Linked DNA regions of Mus musculus: region 2 is linked to region 1. Evidence: chromatin contacts called from public Hi-C data. All regions are on one chromosome and are shown on one strand. The core of a region is the stretch at or near the end of the contact, and the rest is flanking DNA. Distances in the headings are between cores, read along the strand shown.

The links. Hi-C and Micro-C count contacts between places; a contact is called where the count stands out from the background.
Region 2: a Hi-C map of liver shows a contact between it and region 1, with 3 times the contacts expected there. The contact joins the enhancer-like site here to the promoter of Cfh in region 1. A contact is called at or near these places in 9 of 39 promoter capture datasets (the C10 cell line, the SN4741 cell line, cranial neural crest and 5 more), 1 of 15 datasets of contacts at CTCF or cohesin (embryonic stem cells), 14 of 484 Hi-C or Micro-C datasets (cerebral cortex, cumulus cells, embryonic stem cells and 4 more), 4 of 115 datasets of contacts at active chromatin or transcription factors (embryonic stem cells, heart atrium and hepatocytes) and 3 of 9 other capture datasets (adipose tissue, liver and pancreatic islet).

The regions. Positions count from the first base shown.
Region 1 is chr1:140,180,633-140,186,298 of GRCm38.p6, reverse strand. It overlaps Cfh (complement component factor h), which reads left to right and starts at 2,888. Exons shown (of 22, transcript NM_009888.3): 1 at 2,888-3,134. The coding sequence starts at 3,023.
Region 2 is chr1:140,263,413-140,269,078 of GRCm38.p6, reverse strand. The region is part of intron 1 of Kcnt2 (potassium channel, subfamily T, member 2); the gene reads right to left. Among named protein-coding and RNA genes, the nearest start is that of Kcnt2, 21 kb to the right of the region's middle. Within about 2 kb of position 2,293, at least 8 of the 459 cell types and tissues checked have an H3K27ac peak or open chromatin away from gene starts, as enhancers often do. A contact at or near this core is called in granulosa cells, hepatocytes and liver, where this site is marked.

The DNA of each region.
Region 1 (5,666 bases), core at 1,639-4,138:
GGCTCGGATAATCAGTTGTCTTCAGGCACCAACCTTCTTATAGCTTTTCTAATCCAGAGTGGTCACACATATATGTGTAGCAACATTAATTAGACTCAGGAGATTGTGGGTGTGCACATATATACACATATGTGTATGTATAGGACAGTAATTATAGAGAAAGAAGACAAGAATTAGAGAGGGCATGAAGAACATGGAAGGAGTTGATGGTGGGAAAGAGAGGTGTAGATATTATTTGAATGTAGCATATTCATGTGTGAAATTAATTATTTAATTAATTAAATTTAAAAATTAAGATAACATGTTGTTTTTGTTGTTGTTATTGTTTTAGTTTTCTTTTGTTTTTCGAGACAAAAATTCTCTGTATAGCCCTGGCTGTCCTGGGACTCACATTTTGCCTAAATCCACCTGCCTCTGCCTCCTGAGTGCTGGGATCAAAGGCATGCCACCTTTGCCGTGCTAAGATAAAATGTTTTAAGTAGGTAAAATTAAAGATGAATTATCTTGCTGGGCATGGTGGCACACGCCTTTAATCCCAGCACTCAGGAGGCAGAGGCAGGTGGATTTCTGAGTTCGAGGCCAGCCTGGTCTACAAAGTGAGTTCCAGGACAGCCAGGGCTATACAGAGAAACCCTGTCTCGAAACCACGCCCCCCCAAAATAAAAATAAAATAAAATAAAATAAAGATGAATTACCTTAAAGTATAAGTTTAAAATTGGTAAGTAAAAATAAAAAAGAGCAATTGTGCATACAAACAGTCATGTTACTAAGTGCCGTCAGCATTGCAGTCTCTTGCCTACCACTGTGTGAATTTCAGAGCTGAGTGCCTCTGGACTTTTCATCTGTCTCTAGACACCAGTTTGGCCCAATAAAGGGTATGTAGTCCCTTTTTAAGTGTCTAAGTAAATATGTAATTTCTCAGGCCACAGCCAACAGGGATTACCCTCAGCATATTTTTCATGAGATAAGTTGTATAATTATCTTTTCAAAGGAACTTGGATAATAATAAAATAGATTTTGAACCACAAACAATGATGAATAAGAAAGAGTTAAAAAGTAACACAATATGCATATTAATTATATAATAAGACATGTGCTACTTTTAACTTTCACATTCTTGGCTATCTACATTTTTGATTATTTTATTATAAGCCTCTATTTTATAATGGCTTCACTGAAGATAAAAAAGGAAAAAAATTCTATCAGAGTGGCTTAGAATTTGTGTATTGTTAGCAAAATAACAAAAATGTCATCACAAGTTCACCATGATTTATAATGTCTGTAAGTTTTTATTATTGGCAAACTTTTGAAAACTTCTGTCAAATTTCTTTGACAAAATGAACAGCATGTCAGGACACTAAGCTCTTGTGACATGATTAATATTAAACACTCTGAATTTGAGGGTTTGTAAATTGTTCTGATATCAGTGTCTTTCATGGGGAGGGGTCCATGACTGAAGAAAACCAAAATGAGCTCAGCAACATTCATCACTGCTCTCTGTAACAGGACTGCTGTCACCACGTGACCGGATGCTCCTAGGCTGTTCTTCCCTGATTGGCAGGCTCTCTGTTTGGGAACTGTGAGCAGAAATACACCTTTCCAAAAAAAAAAAAAAAAGAAAGAAATACACCTATCCTTCCCTTAGCAGCTTTCTCTGGCATCTTGTCACATCCACAAGACACGCAACTACTACAATGAGTTACTGGCAGTTGAATTCCTACACATTTAATGAAATAGAAAACAAGCCATCCGAAAACGCCGTTCTGTATAGACTTTGGATATTAGACCATCAGCTTGAGTATCGCACTCCTGACAGTTTATGGCTTTAAGAAAGTGTTTAAGTGCTCTATGCTCAGTTAACTCATCTATATGCTTGAGCTACAACAGCTTACCAAACCCCACACTATCTAACATTCGTAGCCCAATTTGTACTATTTTCAAGCTGAAATCTGTCCTTACCATGTACAGGAACAACTAAAAATTGTGCTATATTCAAATAATTGAATATTACATAGAATGACAAATGAACAGTTAGGAGCCATGTCCAACAAACACAGTTCTACGTAAATACAGGAGTAAATTACATAAAGTACAGGTAAATACAGTCCATGTTCTTAGAAACACTGACAGTGGGTGGAAGGAAACCTGGAGGGCACAGAGGGTACCAAGGTTATTAGGTTGGGAGTTGAATATCTGCCTCAGTTCTGCATCAATTCAGCATGCTGCTGACACTTTTTTTCCACCTCTATATTTCTTACTATAAAATACCTCAATGACAAGTTAGAAAATTAGCATTTCAAGTTGATGGGTTTTTTTTACTTATTTTTTTCCTTTTTCTATTGGATATTTTCTTTATTTACATTTCAAATGCTATCCCAAAAGTCCCCTATACCCTCCCTCCCCACCCCAGCCCTGCTTCCCTACCCACTCACTCCCACTTCTTGGCCCTGGCTTTCCCCTGTACTGGGGCATATAAAGTTTGCTAGACCAAGGTCCTCACAGACCAGTTGCTTCACACATATAAAAAGAATTTCTTGGGAGATTCAATTCATTAATTTTAGAAAACCAATCCCATAATCAACATCCATTAGCATGACAATCTTTTCAACATTTCTGTATTATGTATGCATGGGTGTTGGTCCTGAAAACACTGCCTAACTGAAGTTCTCTCAATGATTTTTAAATGTGCCTTCATGCTTTCTGTTCTGTGGTTTGTCCACAGTAGAACACAATTTAAAGGATTATGAAATCCAGCCCTTGCTCACATTTCCAGAAATGTGAACTTGTTTCCAAGCAAAACAAGCTGTGATTTACAAGAACAATCCAGCAGGTCACTGACAGGGCATAGTAACAACAAGAGATAAAACGCCCATGCTGCTGGACTTGTGGTCTACTATTTTAGTTTACTTTGCAGAAGTTGCTCATGGGCGGAGCAATCCTGATTTCCTAAACTGACTTTCAACTTCCCTTTGAAGCAAGTCTTTCCCTGCTGTGACCACAGTTCATAGCAGAGAGGAACTGGATGGTACAGCACAGATTTCTCTTGGAGTCAGTTGGTCCCAGAAAGATCCAAATTATGAGACTGTCAGCAAGAATTATTTGGCTTATATTATGGACTGTTTGTGCAGCAGAAGGTAAGCTGGAAACATTCTTTTCTCCTTCTTGCTGAGCCAAATTATAAAACATTTGCAGAAAATGTTTCTCACAGCAATCATTCAAATTATGTCTGGAAAATATATGTAATTACTAGTCTGTTACTTAGTGGATTTGGGTGGTAAGTTTAAAAACTGTAAACTGTTCATTTGACTATTGTAGTTGATAATTTGGCGAAATGTAAAACTCGAGACAGTGCTTTAAACAACCATTTGCAATCTATAATTGGGCATAGTCATTCAACTTTTAGTTATCATGATACAGGCTCCTGTTTTGTTCATGAGTGTCCCTGAAATATTTTATGTAAAACTAGTAAGAAATATGTAAACATCCAAACTTAATGAAAGCATTCACTTTTATTTTAATGAGTGGATTTATTTCAGGCATATTTCTAACCCTTCATAAATACATCATTTTACTGATACTGCCATGGCTTTAAAAGTTTTGTTCATAAGAACTGCAAGCATGAGATAAAATGATTATAAAATTTGACAGATAATCTGTACACAGTATTGGAAGGATCTGATTTGTTCCTGGTTTTGTTTTCTGAGAGTACATGTGAGGCATATTTGCTTCTGAAAGCCATTTTGAGGTAGGTAATATGAGTGTTGGAGTTCTTCTTTCATGGCAGTAACAGAAATTCCGACTTTATTATTCACTTAAATTCTACCAAAAATTGCTTAGTTTATCCATCGAAAGAGTTTACTCTGCTAATTTATGATAGGCAACTAGTTATGTGAAAAAACAATTAATTAACTCTTCTTTGTGTTTTGATTGTTTAAGATAGGGTGTCACTACACCCTTGGACTCACTGTAGTCCTCCTGACAGCCTCCCATGGGCTGAGGTTACAGGTGGGAGTGACTGCCATCCCTGACTTTTTATTTCAAGTGAATGACATAACTTTAATAATTTCCTTAAATGTTTCTCTTAGCTAATGCTTTGTAACTTGAGGCTTTGCTGTAGCCTCTTCACTAAAGAATTCTAACAACCTCTGACTGAATATTTACCAAATCTGGGAAGAAGAATAGATACAGATTCTTAGTTATATCTTTTTGTAAAATTCTAAAAAAATATTTAAGGGTATTTAATACTTTTTGAAAGAGTAAACTTTTTAAATCATATTTTCTAATATTATTCCTTATATTTTAGCTTTTGAATCTTATATTTAAGATTAAGGCAGTCATTTCCTTGTGTATGAAAATATAAGTATTGCTAAAATGAAATATTGACCAGTAATTCTAAATCAATGGTGATATTACCAAACATAACTCAACTTTTTATTTTGTCAAAGTCAATGTTTCATCTTTTATTTTGATGCTCTACTTGAATAATAATGCTTACTAAGAGATTTCTTTAGATACATATGATTAAAGAAAGAAGTATTTTATTTTTATCTAATTTTTAAATCTTAATTGATGCAAATTGAATTAATATGCTTACATAATTACAAAGCAGAATTTCAATATCAAAAGGGAAGTGTCATGATGTTTACATGATACTTTAATGTTAATGATTTAAAAACCCTCATTTATGCCATGGATATAAGATAATTTTTTTGTTTATTACTGGATCTGAATTTTTGTATGTAGTCACATGTGGTGCCAGTTCCCGCTGATGAGTTGGGCAGTTACAAGGTATACATTACTGCTTCTCCAGCTGTCCAGTTAGAGATGAATTGGGAGTTTAGTGTTTAAAACAGTATGTAGGGTAACCTCACGATATGGATAAAGTACACATAATACAGAGGCAGGGGTATGAAGTTTCATGGATTCTCTGTGGGCACAGTAGTCTCACTTTAGTCTTTGCTTGGCTTGTAGCCTGTGTCTATCTCAAGTGTAAATAATTTAATCAGTCTATCAACTTAACAGAAATTTCACCAGACAGAAGAGCTTGGATCAATTAAAACAGTTATGTTTAATTATGTATGTGTGTATACACTTCAATATTTGCTTTGTTTCCCACAATGCTATTAAGCTGATTTAAAAAAAAAAAGTTTGTGAAATGCTATTAGGCTTTCCTAAACAGGGAAGAAAAGATTCCAGGAGTCTTTTCGCTCTGATAAAGATCACCATTCTTTTAAAACCAATGTTAATTGGGCGTAGCGTAAACACAGTAATGATCTTGCTCAATCCATGGGCCCCACCTGGCCAAAGGAGGAATAAAGCCTCCTGCAGACGGAGCTCCAGTTTCCTCATGCAGGCTGGCCAACTGTGTGTTCCACCCACGCAAATAACAAATAGTAATAACCTTAACAAAAAATGTAAAAAGCAGAATTCATAATTAAAAAATAGTAACCAAAGGAAGAACGGTGAATCCAGTTTCCTTTCTTCCTTCCTTACTTCCTTCCTTCCTGCCTGCCTGCCTGCCTGCCTGCCTGCCTTCCTGCCTGCCTGCCTGCCTGCCTGCCTGCCTGCCTGCCTGCCTGCCTGCCTGCCTGCCTGCCTGCCTGCCTGCCTGCCTGCCTGCCTGCCTGCCTGCCTGCCTGCCTGCCTGCCTGCCTTCCTTCCTTCCT
Region 2 (5,666 bases), core at 1,044-3,543, 83 kb before region 1:
ACATTTTGAAAGTGAAAGTCCCCATAAGTCCTCAGTCACTTTCCCTTCCTATGCCCACCTTCCTTCTCTCGGTACAATCTCTTAGCCAGAAGGAATAAAATAAGGCTTGAGTTCTTGACTCTGCCACTTTCTAGCTTTATGATCATTCGTCAGTTACTTAACCTCTCCATTGCACAGTGTCTTCCAATGTGAAGAATAAATATTATCATAAGCCTCAGTGAGTCTAAGAGTATAGCAAAGCATGCCTACAAATGTCTGAGGTTACCCAAATATTCTACTGTGGGGCTAAATTGCATGAATAAATTTCAATCCAAGGTGTCCCCAAAGCAGCTGCAGAGATTTAAGACAGTTCAGTTCTTCCCTAATTTTAGCCCCTGTATCCTTTTTTCTGTTTATTGCCTTAAATTTGTGTTGTCTTACACTTTCAAAGGCAAGAAAGGGTCAGTGGGAAAATAAAGAAAAAGGACATCATTTTATTTGACATTTTTGCACTCAGTTTAGACTCTGAAGAAATAAACTGCAACCTCTGGTCATGCATAACTAATGACATGACTAAAAATACAAAGCCTAATATTAGCACTGTTAGCATTTAATAAAGAGAGCTATCTTCCTCTTTCTGTAAACAGACCAGGACACTTGTGAAAAGAAACACGGGGTATGTTAGAAAATTTTAAGGGTAAGGTATAATGGTAGAGGGCAAATCAATGAGTTCCTAGCAGATGACAGCCAAATTCTTGTTTGCCTCGGCTATGATCACTGCCTTAGTACCTCTCTACAAACACTAGACACTTTGGTTCTCTTTTTACTGCTCCTCTATGCTCAATAATGCATCAAAGTGCACAGGAACCATACACAGCTTTTGGAAAGTAGATAACTGACAATAAGAATATAATGAAGATTTGGATAGAATAAAACATAGATGATATAAAGGATTATTAGAACAAAGATTTTTCAGAAAAAAATAAAATCTTTGTAAGACTGCTACCACAAAAATCAAGCAATATCTAGTCAGTTACAAGATGACCTTGAAATGACAGAAGGGAAGAGGTTAGAGGTCTTAGAGGTATTTGCTTATTTCAGACAGAGGAGAGTCCAGACAGTAGTATTCAGGGACAGAAGACACTTCTCAGTTGTCTAAGAAAGCATGAGTGCCTCTCTTGTGAAGGGAGTCACAAATGTATCCTGTTTCCTCATGTGTGAATGTATGTGTATGTGTATGTGCATATTCATGAGTGTATGAGTGCCTTTGTATGTGTTGGTGGATACATACATTTGTATGTGATTCTGTGCATGTGCAAGCATGGCTGTGTTTGTACACACACACACACGTGTGTGTGTGTGTGTATGCTTGTGTATGTTCAAACTCTCCAAATTGGCTAGGCTGACATGTCAAAAGGCCCTAGGGACATGCCTTACTTAAACATTTAAAAAAACCTCGGTGTGGTCTGAACATGAAATTGCCCCCACAGGCTTGTGTGTGAAGATCCTTGGTCCTAAGCTAGTGGTGCTGGAAGTTGTGAACCATTCAGGAGATGGAACCTGGCTGGGGGAGGTATGTCAGTGGAAGCAGGCTTTGAGCTTTCAGAGCCTGGCTCCACTTCCTGTTTCTCCCTATCACTCTTTCTGATACCCGTTCCCCTGGCCCCAAATAAACTCCTTGTTTGGATGAAATGTGGTCAGCCAGCCTCACATTCCTGCTGACAATCCTTTCCCAAAGTGAGGTCCTGAATGCCCTCTAGAACTATAAGTCAAAATAAATCTCTTTTTTCCCCTCAAAGTTGTTGTTGGGGTTTTTTGTGTGTTTGGTTGGTGGGTTTTGTTTTGTTTTAATCAGGGTACTCTGTCGTGACAACAGAAAACTTACTAATATATAAAGGTCCCGGAGTCTGAACTCAGATCCGTGTGCTAGCAAGGCAAACAAGTGGCTGCCTGAACTATTCCCAGTCCTATATTTAAGCTGTCTATGGGTTAAATGATAGAGTCCAGTGGTAAATCAATTTTTAGATGAACAGACTATTGATCCAGTCTTGGAATGCCTCACTGCCTATTTGTACGATTTTCCCAAAGAGAAAATATCAGGAGACAGTTTCAAGAACAAGTAATAAAATTAATTAGGGGCAGACAGGATTGAGGCATCTATTGTGTAACCACACAAAGACCCCCAATGGGAAGCAATCTGTACAGTTTTACAGCCCTGAGTAGAGTCTGAACAAATGCTAAGATTTGAGAACTATCGCTATGTCATAGTGCTGCTGTGCTTTGACTGAATAAACTAAAACGAGATAAGTGAGGGAAAAGAGCAAAGGTCTGAAAAAGCATCTGAGGCCAAACGCAATTCCTGAAGGAAGTTAAAGGTGGCAAGCCTGTAAGATAGAAATAAAAATATTCACGGTTCATGGAGGAAAGGGGAAAAACAGGATGAGAGTAAAAAGAGCAATGTGAGAAACAGAGAGTTAGAAAAATAGAAACCAAATTGTCGTTAGGTTTAATATGACTCTTAAAAAACAGATATTTCAGAGGACCCCTTTATAGCTAAAGGGCAGGGGGGAAAATTAAGTCCAGGGAACATAAGGTAAATGAGAGCAAGAAAGAAAGAATAGTACTGGTTAAGAGATGGTAGGAAAAAGTATTCATGAAGTAAATGAGGAAGGGAAGAAGTTGCTTGAAAGTAAAATAAAGAAGTGCTGTGTCTGTCAGGAAGAGTGGGGACTGAAAGGACAGATTAGAGGACAGGGTAGCTTACTGCTCATTTCCAGAAGTAACTTAATCTAAGCCTTACAAGGAAGTGCCAGACAGACCTGGATATGACAGCCAAGAAGCTTAATGCACTGTTAAAGCTGGCTTTTGAACAAATCGAGCACTAAGATGATCACATGATCGTAAGAGTGGAGTCTGGAAAGATGGCTTGCTGGAGAAGCTTGCATCCTGCTCTTTCAGTAGACATGAGTTCAGTTCTGAATATCCGTAGAGTAGGAGTCTCCAAGGTACTCCACGCTCTCTTCTGGCCTCGTCAGCAGCCCACAGACACACACACACACACACACACACACACACACACAAACACACACACACACACACACACATATTACATGGCTCTTGCATAGAAATGAGTGGAAAAGAATAAAAAAGTAAAAAGAATGAAAATTTGCACTCAACCCCAGGACTGCAAAGGCATCCAAGAAGCCTTACATAATGCACCAATGTAATGTTCAGGAAGAATTATCAAAGGCTGTAATGCAGAGCAACAGCCTCTGAGAAATAGTTGTGTTGCTATATGACTTGTTAAGGACAGTGTATATCCAGAAGCATGACACATGGTGGCTGAGTAAAATTAAGTAAACCCAAGCAGATCTGAGAAAAATGGAAGGTGTAGGGATTGTGTTTATAATCATGTCAGAATTCTCAAAGGCTCAGCACAAAAAAGGGGGGGGGTTAACAGAGGTGTCTTCTCAGAGCATAAAAATCTGTAAAGTATGGGATGAAACAAAGAAGAGAGATGATTGAGCATACTGTGATAAAATTTCATCATTAAACACTGGAGTGACTAGGAATGTTGTCAAAAAAAATCCCTGTTATTTTTTTTCTACTAAAATGTTAATAGTACATTTGTAGATTTTACTGGGCCAGGAACCTTGGGATTAAGGATGAAATTAATTGGCTTCAGAATTCCAGATGGAGTTTTGAATAAGTTTGCCAAAGCACAAGCAAAATGCATGGTTTGCCACCCAGTCTAGTATTCGGAAGACTGCTCCCAGTTCCAAATCAAACATTACGCTTGTATAATTGTCTGTGTATCAGGGAGCTGCAGGTTGCAAAATATGAACGCTAGGGAGAAAAATTGTTTCCACTAAGACCGGACCCTCTGAGAGAAGACTAAGAAAATGCATGTTCTACTCAGAATCAGTGATTGTTCCTGGGTATAAAAAGCTGACAACTGAATATTTGCCAAGTATTTAGTGCTTCTAAATATGAGGCTAATATGTAAAAGGAACTTGGAATCTAGTTGAGGAAAATTAAAGTTATGAGAAATGGCAACTCCAGAGAGTAGTTATAAAAATTAAATGAAGCAATAAACAGAAAGATAGACCAGGAAGAGTGTTCAAGGGGGAAAAGGCAGGAAACAAGGGGAACATGAAAAGGCATGAGAATCAGCAGTAACTTTCTGAGCTGTGATGCAACCCTGGCCGTGGGCCAGACGCTTTAAAAATTCACCTCTTCAACGAGATGGAGACATTTGACTTGCATATCAGATCATAGGTTCTGTGGAAATGGACTGTGAAGGTGGGGGAAAAATGAAGTTTGGGTTGTTTTTTTTTGTTTGTTTTTTGTTTTTGTTTTTGTATATATGCTTGTTTTATATTTTACTTATTTGGAACAAGTATTGTAAATTTTACATTCCCTTTGCCATTTTGCTGATTTCAGTAAGCAAATTGTCCAAATAAATAGAAATAATGGGGCAATATTGTGGATGTGACTGCGCTCTGTATAACAGCCATCAGGATAACAGCTCATTATAAAGACCACAAAATGAATTTGATAACTTATGAATAATGAAACATTGGGAATTGGATGATTTCAGGATTTCTATGTCTTTCTTTCTTTCTTTCTTTCTTTGTTTCTTTCTTTCTTTCTTTCTTTCTTTCTTTCTTTCTTTTTTTTTTTTTTTTTTTTTGGTATTTAGAGACAGGGTTTCTCTGTATAGCCCTGGCTGACCTGGACCTCACTTTGTAGACCAGGCTGGACTCGAACTCAGAAATCTGCCTGCCTCTGCCTCCCAAGTGCTGGGATTAAAGGTGTGCGCCACCACATGTCCATTCATTCACCTCTGCATGAGTCATCTGTCCGTCCATAACAAACGCCCACACACAGAAACAACTTAGTTTGGCTCACAGTTTTAGAAGTTGATCTGATTGCTTCTGGACCTGTGAGAGACAACATCGAGACTGCAGCAGGAACAGAGCACAGCCATTCCTTCATTTCCAGAAAGAAAAGCAGAGAAATAGGAAGGCCAGGGTCCCACCACTATGTCCCCTCCTTAAGTTTCTACAATTCCCTATATACAGAAACTGATAAAAAACATACAGCACATGGCACTGAAGACCCAATTTACAGGACCAAGCCACAATGAACTGAATACCAATTCAATTCTTTGGATGCAGCCTTGGTACTACATAGACAGGAAGAGAAGAAATTTGTCTACTTGAGTTCTGGATACATTCAAATGCATGTATTTCAGTTTTAGGGACCATCAACATCGTTCGATACTGGCATGGGTAGAAGGCAGAACACATTGATAAAAGAAAAGAAAAAACCATGGACCAGGAAGAACTAAATGGCTTATGGAATGGGGTGGGAGGTGATGATAGAGAAAGGAGTAAGGGAAGGGCTTGTTTACATGAAAGAACTATGAAAAAGTTACGTGAAAAATTACTATTGGAGAATATTCCTAAATTATAAACATATATTCATATTAAAAATTTAAATACAGTTAAACCTACTATACAATATGTCTCTACTATACAATACAGGTTAACAAATAAAAATTGCAATGATATTTATTTAGAGAAAAAGACTCTATAGGAGTTCTTGGGCAGGATGTCTCATAGACTCCAAATATGATAAGCTATTGTCATTGCTCCTATTTACTAATGCAAATCGACAGTGAG